Regions from separate parts of the Anas platyrhynchos genome. Here region 2 is linked to region 1. A link is a contact called in public Hi-C data. All regions are on one chromosome and are shown on one strand. The core of a region is the stretch at or near the end of the contact, and the rest is flanking DNA. Distances in the headings are between cores, read along the strand shown. Region 1 has its middle 23 kb from the start of MTURN. Region 2 holds the start of ZNRF2 (zinc and ring finger 2).

Region 1 (4,865 bases), core at 407-2,906:
CCACCTGCTCCCAGGTGCCAGCACTTTGGGGCAGGGTGCAGGAGAGAGCAATCAGCCTGTATTTTTTTTGCAGTGTTCATGTTTAAAAAAAAAAAAAAAAAAAAGCAGGAGGTGTAGGCTTCTCTGCAGAGAAGACATGGGAAGGAGCTCACTCCTTTCACCATGGGTCTTGGAGCGCTGCTACCAGTACTTTGCCTTCTGGGGGGGAACTGGGACTGGTGAGAGGTGTGTCCAACCCAAATCTTTACATCCTAACACCCCAGTATCCCAGATGCACGATGTGGTGCAGCCACTGCCCTGCTAGACATGGCACAACATTTTGAACGAGGAGGGGGCATGGACCCAGTAATTGTCTTGTGTTGGGCAGTAAGTGCTGACAGCAGAGCCTTCAAGATGTGATGGAGAGGTGTATTGTGAATCCATCACTCTTTTGTTATATGAACAGTGACTATTGCTCCCTGGGACTATAGTCTCCACAGGTTATGGTTCGAAGCAGCTCCTGATGGCTGCAGACAGCTTCTCCTCTCTCACTAAAATGAGAACTAACATGGGCACTGCAACCATTTCTGGTCCCTCGATAAATCTGTTCTTCTACAGATTTGGCTAATTGAGCTACACTGTGGGCACCCACATCCACATGTGTTAGGTGAGGTATTCCACCACTTGATTGTGTTTTATTAGAATATTTTTTTTTATATTAAAATAAAGTGAAATTTATTTGAACCTGCCTCTTGCTAGTTTCATTTATTGGCCTGTATCTCTTTTATTGGAGGAGAAAATGAAAACCTTTCCCATTCACCTCCTCAATATCATCAAGACTTTATAGGCCTTCAGTATCCCCCCATGTGTTTCCTCTTTTGCAGAGAGAAAAGGAGTCCCAGAAACATTTATCAGCATTAAGTTTTAGCTGCTGTTTTATTGCCCATTCCCTCTGCAACTCTTTGAGTTTGGCTTTCACTTTACTGCAGCTGTTAACTTGAACCTTCAGAGCTGAAGAATCAGAAACTTAGCTCACATACATGACAGGAGAGAGTGTTTTCTGATGTCAAGCCACTTCAAAGCAGGAGGCCTGGGACCCATTTGACAATGTCCCCGAGGAGAGCTCAACCTTTGAGCCCCTGCTTCTCTTTGCTGCAGACATCTCCCTTACGCACCCGAAAGATGGGAGAGGTGAATGGGGTAAATGCTGAGCTGTGAATTCCTGAGCCACCCAGCCTGTTACTAATTACCATTATTAAATATTGACACAGTGAGTGCACACAGAGCTCTCAGCACAGATCCGTGCCCCTCTCTGGCAGCAGCAGTGAAAGCCAGGCAGAGGAACAGCTCCCAGAGCACTGACACCATGAGACCCTGATCCACCCTGGAATTAATGTCCCCTGGGGGCTGCTCCCATCTGGAGGAGCTGGCACAGCTTTAGGGGAAGCTCCTGACCCCAAATTGCTGCTTTTGGGATTGTCCTGGCTGCCACCACAGTTGACAGGGCAAGTGGGATGATGTGGAGCCTGGAGAGCGGAGGCAGCCTGCTGGGTCCCGCTTCCCCATGGCAATGAGAGGTTGCTGCTCAGGAAGATTTAGCCCAAGAAGGAATGGCCACCAGAGCGTGGGAGGCTCTGGAGGCTGCAGCTCTTCCCCCCCTTTCTCTGTGCTGCCAGTTTGTGTGCTGGGCTGCGTGCCAGGGACGCAGATGCACTGCTGCACGGTTCCTCTACCCCATGTCACGGCTGCATCCAGCGCTGATTTTGCCCATGGTCATGTTTTAATGCAGCAGCTGGCTTGGCCGCGAGCAAGAAATAAAATATGATCCCCCACATTTGCAAACTGCCCAAAGCCAGCCACAGCCCTGGGCTCCTTCTCTAAGAACAAGCAGCAGCATTTGCTAAGCTTTCTTGCATCCCGTCTCCACCAGCCAGCCTTCCTCACCAGACCTTCCCCCTTTATCTCTTCAGATAACATTGGGCAGGCACAAAAGCTACGAATAGTCTGCACCAGGCTGGCACTCCTGAAACAGCAGAATATTCATGTTGTTTTTTTTGACCCTTGCCCCACGCTAAGCTTTTTCATGAGCACTGCCTCTTACTTGAGTGAAGAGCAGCCACTGCTCCTACTGTGCAGCTTGAACAAGCCTCCATTTTGAGGGTGAGCTTCGCTGTCCTGACACCAGACAGAAAAGTGCTTTCCAGGAGAATTACTTGCTTTCAAAAGCAGATGAAAGAGGAGTTACTGTCTGAGATGACATTTTCAGGAAATCACAGAAGCCAGGTTGCATACTAACACAAACTCTTGCAGGGCACCGATTTCTCCTCTTTGCCCAAGGGCAAGGTGAGGAGAGGCCAGGGGGACCACATGGGCTCTGTCTTACCCCAAACAGCCAGGCTGGGGGAAGAGGGAAGGGTCACACAACATCTCCTCTCCCCATGGGAGGTCAGAAACTGCAAAGGTGGATGGAGGCAATGGGGTAGGGGCAGGACGTGCTGGTGGGGATTTGTTACCCAGCTTCTGTAGTAACATGTGCTGGAGATAGCCCATGGTGGGAGTTAGCATCATCCCTCACTCCCCTGGAAGATGTTCACAGTAAGTCCTTATTTGGGACAGGGAGAGGAAAAGGCAGGCCACAACGTATTTATTATATATCCCAGGCATAATCAACAGGCTGTTAATTATAGGGCTGAAACATATACAGCTGTAGCTTACGTGGCTTATATGGGAAACTGTTATTTAAACAAAATATCAGGGATGATATTCCTTTGTCTTGCAGTTTGCCTGGATGTTAGCATGAGCCTGGTACTCTGCCAGTCACCCAAAGCCTGGACCCCAGGACTTCTGGGACTTTAGTGGGGACAAGGAGAGCTGGTTCTCTCCATCCCCAGGCTCCAGGTGAGCTGCTCAGGCTGAGGGGCTTATTTTAAGTCAGACCTAAGTCCCACACATTCGGCCTGAATGGCTTTTTTTTATCATCCAAGAGCTGCTTGATGACTGACAGCGAGAGAAAAGCTTACTGGTGTGAGTGATGGGGATGGCAATGTGGGAAGTTGTAGGGAGAGGCAAAGAAACACACTTTCTCCTATTTTCTCCAGGTCCTTCTGTGACCTTGAGACCATAGACAGACACCAGTGAAGCAGGTACAGGAGGCCTGGCAGACCATCGTTGCAGGCAGTGATTTGGCTTGCATTTCTTTCAGCAGTGGCTCCCTCCCTTTCTCTGCATTGCCCTTTAGAAACATCCCCCGTTGTTCCACCAGCTCCTGGTTTGGGGCCAAAGGGAGAACCAGCCTGGAGACCAGCCTGGGTTAGAAACAACCCACTGGTTCTTTTCCCTAGTTCCAGTTTTCTCTCATTTTACTTCCATTTCACTTATTAAACCATATAACAAAGAATTTCTACCTTATTCATGCAAGTGTGTAGCCACAACTTTAATTACTGAAAGAGTAGCATGGGTTTAAGAATAAATGATCTGATTTTTTTTTTTTTCTGATGAAATGCACCCAGATTTCAATCTCTTCTGGAGAACCGCTACTACAAATCGAGTAGCTATCATCCACCTGAATTTTTTCATCCTCCTTTCAAATCACCCTGCTCTCCTGCTTTCCAGTATAGAAACTTTGAATGCTGAAGTTTCTCCTGTAAAGCTGTTCTGTTCGTGGTTTGGCACAGGGTGTGAGCTGAGATAAATTTTGTCTCAGGCTATCTGTCACTTCAGGGTCTGTCTCTAACAAAGCTGGAAGCTGGAGTTACATTAAGGCATCCATGGCACGTCCGTTCCTATAAATACATCATTTACAGTGGAAACTTCTATGGATGTCAAGGGGCGTGCTTATGTTTATGGGACTCATTGAATAAAGAGAGGGAAAGTTCATTTCCTGTTTTGAAATGATTCTCAATTTTATCAAAGGGAGAATTGCCCCGTGGAGCCGACTAGCTCCCTGCCATTTTACACATACAGCTTTCCTATTTAGCCATTAAGCAGATTATTCTCTGCTGGATGGATATGTGTGTTTCCTCTTAATGTTAGTGATAGTCCCTCGAATGCCGTGACAGAATAAATACCAAACTATGTGAACCACTCGCTCCCTAAAGGGAAATGCGACTCCTTCAAGCAATGTAGGAATCTGACAGCAAAGCAATGGGAGCTTGAGAAGGGTGGAGGGAGCTCCTGGCAGGGATGATCCTCAGGGATGATGCTCTGCCAGCTTTGGCAGCAAAGCCCACCAAAGATGCTCCCACCCATGGACCCCTATCCCTGGTCCCTTGGGCTGCAGTCCCCTGCTCCCCACGTTGAAGTGTCCCATTGGTAAATGAGCTCCTGAAACCATGGAGGGTTAAAACAGCCTTCTGAAGGTGGCACACCTGTAGGAGCATCCCTGCCTAGGGCACCTCTGGCAGTCACACACATGTGCTTGCAGAGAGGACCAGGGCACAGGACCCTATGAACCCCTGACTCCCACCTGCAGAAAGAAAAGGCTTCACCAGAACATCTTCAGGAGTTTTCTGTGCAGCAGCACAAGTTGGTTAGACAGCCAAAAAGAGCAGGAACTGGCCGAAAACCAGCTCTTAGATTCACTGGTTACGCTAAAGAGGAGGCTGGGGTTTTGTTCCCCATACTTCGAGGCTCTTGTAACTGCTGAGCTATGTCGGTAAAATCAGCTTTAACCACATACTCTCTTCTTACACAGATTTCACATCTCAGCATGTTTACCAGTAAATAAAAGCAGTGGCATGCTTAATACCCTGAGCACTAGCTTGCCAAGGGGACAGAGCCACTGCGGAGGAGCTGAGCTCAGTGCACCCTCAGCTGACAAAAACCCAGCGTGCCAGTGGGCTTCCCCAGGAACAGCCTAGCCTGGGGTGCTTCCACTCCCTGCACTC
Region 2 (5,317 bases), core at 457-2,956, 38 kb before region 1:
TTCACATTAACCCTCCACCTTCCAAAAATAAAGCTTTTTTTTTTTTTGGAGGCTGGTTGGTAGTTACAACATGTATCTTCTCTGATATGCGTTAGATTTATGGAAAGAGTGAATCCATTTAAAAAAAAAAAAAAAAAGAAAAGGTCACCTTGGACCTTAATGTTTGACTTGTAGGAACAATGACCTTTAAATAAGCAGCACCCGAAGCACTCTGCAACTTCCGTGCTGACTGTTTTTGACTTCAAGGTAAAGAACCCAGGTGGTGAAATGCAAACCCACCACTATTCATCTAAACATCGCAGGAAAGACAAAAAGACCGCTCTGGGTTAGTGTGAGTGTTTAGAGGGCCTCTGCTTCTTGGTGAATTTGGGGTGGCTTCGCCTCCTGCCTCGACACCTCGCTCCTGTCTCTGCAAGGCTGCTCTTTGGAGCCGTGGACAGCGCTGTGCCCTGAGAGGCAGAGAGGCACAGAGCTGCTGCTCTGCTCTGTTAGGGGAAGGGAAATAAATAGAGAAACTCTTTGAGCTTCTGCTTTCCCTCGCCTTCCCCAGGGCCCGAGCGCAAGCGGCACGGGCAGCTCCTATAGGGGAACTGCAGCGGGTCGGGGGCCGCTCTGTGCCCGAGCGGCGGAGGCAGGCACATGATCCAATTAAACCCTAATTATGTAAGCAGCCGGCGAGAGCATTTACACAGCCACCGGCTCTGCGCTCCCCCCAAACCCCCCCCCCCCAAAAAAAAAAACCCTTTTCCCTTACCTCCGAACAGGTGCGGCGAGAGGTGCGCGGGCAGCGAGCCGATGACGAGCCGGGGTCCCCCGGAGCCTCCACCACCACCTCCACCTCCACCACCCCCGGAGCCAGCAGCGGAGCCTCCACCTCCCCCGGGGGCTCTGTCCCGGCCGCCTTCCTCCGGGGTGCTGCTGACCGAGTCCTGCGAGCCGTAGGGGCCGCTGCTGTGGGGGATGCTGAAGGCGGGCTGCGCCGCGCGGCTCCCGGCGGTGCTGGAAGCGGCAGCGGCGGCGGCGGCTCCCAGGGACCTGCTGCGGGGCGCCGACCCCGCGGCTCCCCCCGGGGCTGCGGCTGCCGCTGCCGAGCCGCCGGGAGCGGCGTGAGGAGCCGGAGCCGCCGCCAAGTGAGCCGGCCGCCCGCTGCCGCCCGCCGCCCTCCCGTTAGTGCTGGAGGAGGAGGAGGAGGAGGGCAGGTCCCCGCCCGAGTACGCCCGGGTGCGGCCGTTGGCGGCGGTCGGGCTGCTCTGCTTCGCCCCCATGGTCCCTCCGCTGCCCTTCTCCGCTGCCTCCTCCTCCTCCTCCTCCTCCTTCCCGGCGGCGCTGGGAGTCCGGCCCCGGCGGGGGCGCTGCGAGGAGCGGGGAGGGGAGAAGGCGAGCTCGGCGGCGGCGGCGGCTGCTGCTGGCTGCGGGGAGGCGAGAGCCGCCCGCCGCGATCCGGCTCAGCGGGCGGCCCCGGCGCGGACTCGGCGGCGCCACCATGAGCTGCTCGGCACGGCGCTGGCTGCCCCAGAGCGGCGGCACCGACCCGCTGCTGCCGCTGCCGCTACCGTCCCCGCCGCTGCCACCGCCATGCTCCGTCGCCCGGCTCTGAACACGGCACCGGCGGCGGCAGCAGCGCCGGCCCCGAGGCCGCCCGCCCAGCGCCCTGTGGCTGTGGCGAGGGAGGCGGGACGGGCCGGGCCGGGCCGGGGCGGGCAGGGCGGCGCAGCCGCTCCTCCGCTCCCTGTCGCCATGCTGGGGGCGGCACCGCTGCCGGCCCTCCTCACACCGCCAGCGAGCGGCTGGTGCTTGTGGGGTGCTGCCTGCCGCCAGGTGCTACACACCGCCCCAAAACTCGGCCCTGCAGTCTGGGCAGCACCCATCTGTTCTACAGTTACCACAGTAAAATAAAACAGCACCTTAATCCAGACACAAAGCACCGCTCTGGTGCACCTGAGGATGCTCGCTCAGACGTGAACAAGCACACAGGCCTCCCTTTTCCCCCTCCTTTCCCCATCTCCGTTACAGCTGCGTGCAGCTGGAGCTGGCGCCTGGGGACGTGGTGACACTGGTAGTGGGACCAGATGGTCTTGGAGGGCTTTTCCAACCTTCATGATTCCGTGCTTCCATGATTTATCTATTTTTTGGTGTCAGTGCGGCTCACAGTGCAGTTTGCCAGAACAGGTACCACCACTTTGGATGGTGGAGGAGGTTACCAACACTAACTACTCATTCCCACACCGTTTTTCTGAGTGGCTGAGCCGCTTTGCGAGTAATCCAAACCCCATTCAGAGGATCCTGCTGTAAACTGTTGCTGGTTTCAGTACGAGGCAGCGATTCCGCAGCTGTCTCATGGACAGGTTGTTTGTGGGGCTGAGCAGACAGCTGGGGTCAATAATGTGCTGTCCCATGCTATGCCATCCCCACTTGTGAATGATGAGCTGCAGTCTCTGCTAGCAGGGGGAGATACCCCAAGGTAGACCAAGCATGGTCATTTTCTAACTCAGTTTCCTAAAGAAAGTGTGATCATGCTATCTGCTATACCACCAGCTCCTTTTGAAACCCTTGGACAGCTTGAGCCAAATCTCTCAGAGATGCCAACAGTACAGAAAGCAAGCAGTCATGCAGAAGCTACCTTCTACACGACAGAGGTCCTATTAATGTTCCCACAGAAGGAAAAGCTACAGTAGGAGTTCCTCTCTTGCTTGATCCCAAGAATCCAGTTGGGCAAAGGATGTTGCAGACATGACTGATAATTTCTGCCCCCCAATTAACACTCATTGCATGTTCAGCCCTATCATAGAAGGTTTAGAGGACAATGTGTTAATAGGGTTATGGAGTTCTTAAAATTCCCACTAGTGAGTAGTAGTGGAGCTGGCTGGCTGGTAGGATAAGCAGCATTTTGAAAATGCTGCATTGCTACACGGTACCGTCTGTAATTTCCCTACAGTGATTCTAAGGGTTGAGCAGGTATTAAATACAGATTTTATTTGGCTATGACTAACCTTTTATTCAGTATAGAATTAAATAGTAAAGCCTATGGGGGAAAAAAAGCCCTCAAGACATCCAAAGAGTTATTCAGTGTTACAGTCAGCAAATTACCTTTAACAGCACAGAATATTTTACAGAAGGGAAGTCAGCTGCAGAAAGCAAGTCACAACAACAGGACAGCCCTGTCTCCTTCTCAGAGAGCATTCAGAGAGCACTCAGATGTGATTTTCTTTCTTTTCTTTCTTTGGCTTCCATGCATTTCGGGCATTTAAATATAATATTTGCAGATCTCTCACTATCAAGTGTGAATCTAAACAGGACCCATACCTCAGAGAATGCCTACATCTTCAGAAAAGCGATGTTGCATGTTTCTGAGCCAGCTTTCTCCCCTCCATCCTTCCTGGTCCCTCTTTTAAATGATTGAATAGAATTTCTTCTGTGTATGGAAATTTGCTCTCTATAGCCAGTAGTACAGTTAGGTTTTCAAACTAATGTTTCTTCTAACAAATGACTCCACAAGCACCAAGTCCTGTAGAGGCAAGTACCTGGCACTGTAGCTTCCACCCATTTGTTCATTAATATGCTCCAGAAGCAGTTTGCATAAAATATTCAATTTCCTACCCAGCACAGAAAATAATCATTGGCAAGAGGAAACAGTGCAAAGAGAAAGCAGAACATATTGCTGCTGACCAAATTTCCATAGATCTCTGGGACTCGGCGGAAAGTACATAGCTGTATGAAAATTAACTTCCACGGGCCTACGTGGATGAATGCTCTTATTATTCCTGTAGAAACATATCTAGGGAATCTTATTCGTAATTAAATAAGCACGAAGTAGGCACTAGCCTTCTTGTTCCTTGTCCAGGATACTGGAAAAATTACTGGTTTAGACAGGCAGATACACTTGCTGTTCTTTGTTGTAAGCTGTATACCTCCATTTTAGTTCTGGTTGCACTACCTTGTCTATCAGCAACTGAAAATAATAAGCTTGTTTCTTCACCAGTTTCCTTAAAAATACCAAGTGGCAGGTGTGCCCTAAGAACACAAAATTGGCTATAAGTTCATAACATTGCACATCTTGGAAACCATGTGCTGTATAAATGGAACCGGGTCTGAATTTTGGTTAACGGTGAGCTGTGCTGATGGATCATCCTCCCTCTCCCCTCCTACTCACTTTGGTGTCTTTTATAGGGTGACTACAACAATGTTTGAAGGAAGGTTTACTTCAAAAAGGTAGTCCTTTCTGAAGGACGGTGGCTGAAAAAACAATAGAAAACACTCATAACATAGAGTTTAATTTTCTGGTAACTAAGATGGGCTCCTAGTAGGGCATGGGGAAACAAGATTTTCTGTTCAGATGCCAAACTAGGGGTGCATGCTGTGGTTGGAAAAGATCAGCGAGGTTTTTACATTACTGTACATTGCAGGTGTTTAAAACAAATCACACTGCACAACACCTCTCCACAGATGCTGAAAGCAGTGTTCAGTTGCTCAAACAGAAAGCAAAACAGAACTGTTTCATCCTTGTAAAATACGAGTTTTATAAAATACACATGCCTTGCATCTGCAGGTCGTTTAAGCCATCTGGCTGACCAAACTGTCTTCAGGTATGTTCACATCTCTATGCTAAAAGATAAAGGCCCTGTATTGGTATTAGTGTATCTCCAGCTGGTAGCTGATCTCCTGAAATACGTAGCAGACCTTACTATTCAATATCTTAGGTTTTAATTTGCACTGAGTAACCCTTTACTCATGTTGGTTTTAATCCTGTGAAGATTTATGCATATGCTTACACTGGTGCAGTAAAAACAGTCCTGCACTATGCTGTCATCAGTCTTCACCAAATAATAATAAAAAAACTAAGCAACTCTGAAAGTCTTTCCAGGTTTGGGTCCTAAAATTATTCTGGAAATATGCAGTTACTTATGCTTTTAATGTGAGGAAGTTTATTCTTGTTTTTATAGAGATTGTGTTTAGAACCTTCTGCCTTTTGTTTGAAGTTTATGCTTTTCTGAAGTTTCTGTCACACCATAAACAACTGTATTTTGTACACTGGAGTCACCCATGTGGAAAGATAATGTTCACCAAAAAAAAGATAACCTAGCCTTAAAAATAAATGAACATTTTTCCTTGTCTTATAGATTGACCATTTTGTACAGGAAGAAGTATGTGGAAATAATCTACTTGAAGAAATGGCAATTTGTGCTGTGCATTCCACTACATCTGCTATAAAGTAGTATGATAAGAAATGCGCTTTAGTCTAACAATTCTAATGGGCACGTATATTCACCATAATAATTTCTAAACTGTTCTCCATTCAGAGTTGGATTATTGTAGCCAG

What was found. A called contact is a pair of places that touch in the nucleus more often than the background predicts.
Region 2: a Hi-C map of liver shows a contact between it and region 1, with 1.6 times the contacts expected there. The contact joins the promoter of ZNRF2 here to the enhancer-like site in region 1. A contact is called at or near these places in 2 of 8 Hi-C or Micro-C datasets (liver and skeletal muscle).

The regions. Positions count from the first base shown.
Region 1 is chr2:115,596,437-115,601,301 of IASCAAS_PekinDuck_T2T, reverse strand. No RefSeq gene overlaps it. Among named protein-coding and RNA genes, the nearest start is that of MTURN, 23 kb to the right of the region's middle. Within about 2 kb of position 1,656, at least 4 of the 8 cell types and tissues checked have an H3K27ac peak or open chromatin away from gene starts, as enhancers often do.
Region 2 is chr2:115,633,751-115,639,067 of IASCAAS_PekinDuck_T2T, reverse strand. It overlaps ZNRF2 (zinc and ring finger 2), which reads right to left and starts at 1,706. Exons shown (of 5, transcript XM_027451131.3): 1 at 755-1,706. The coding sequence starts at 1,265.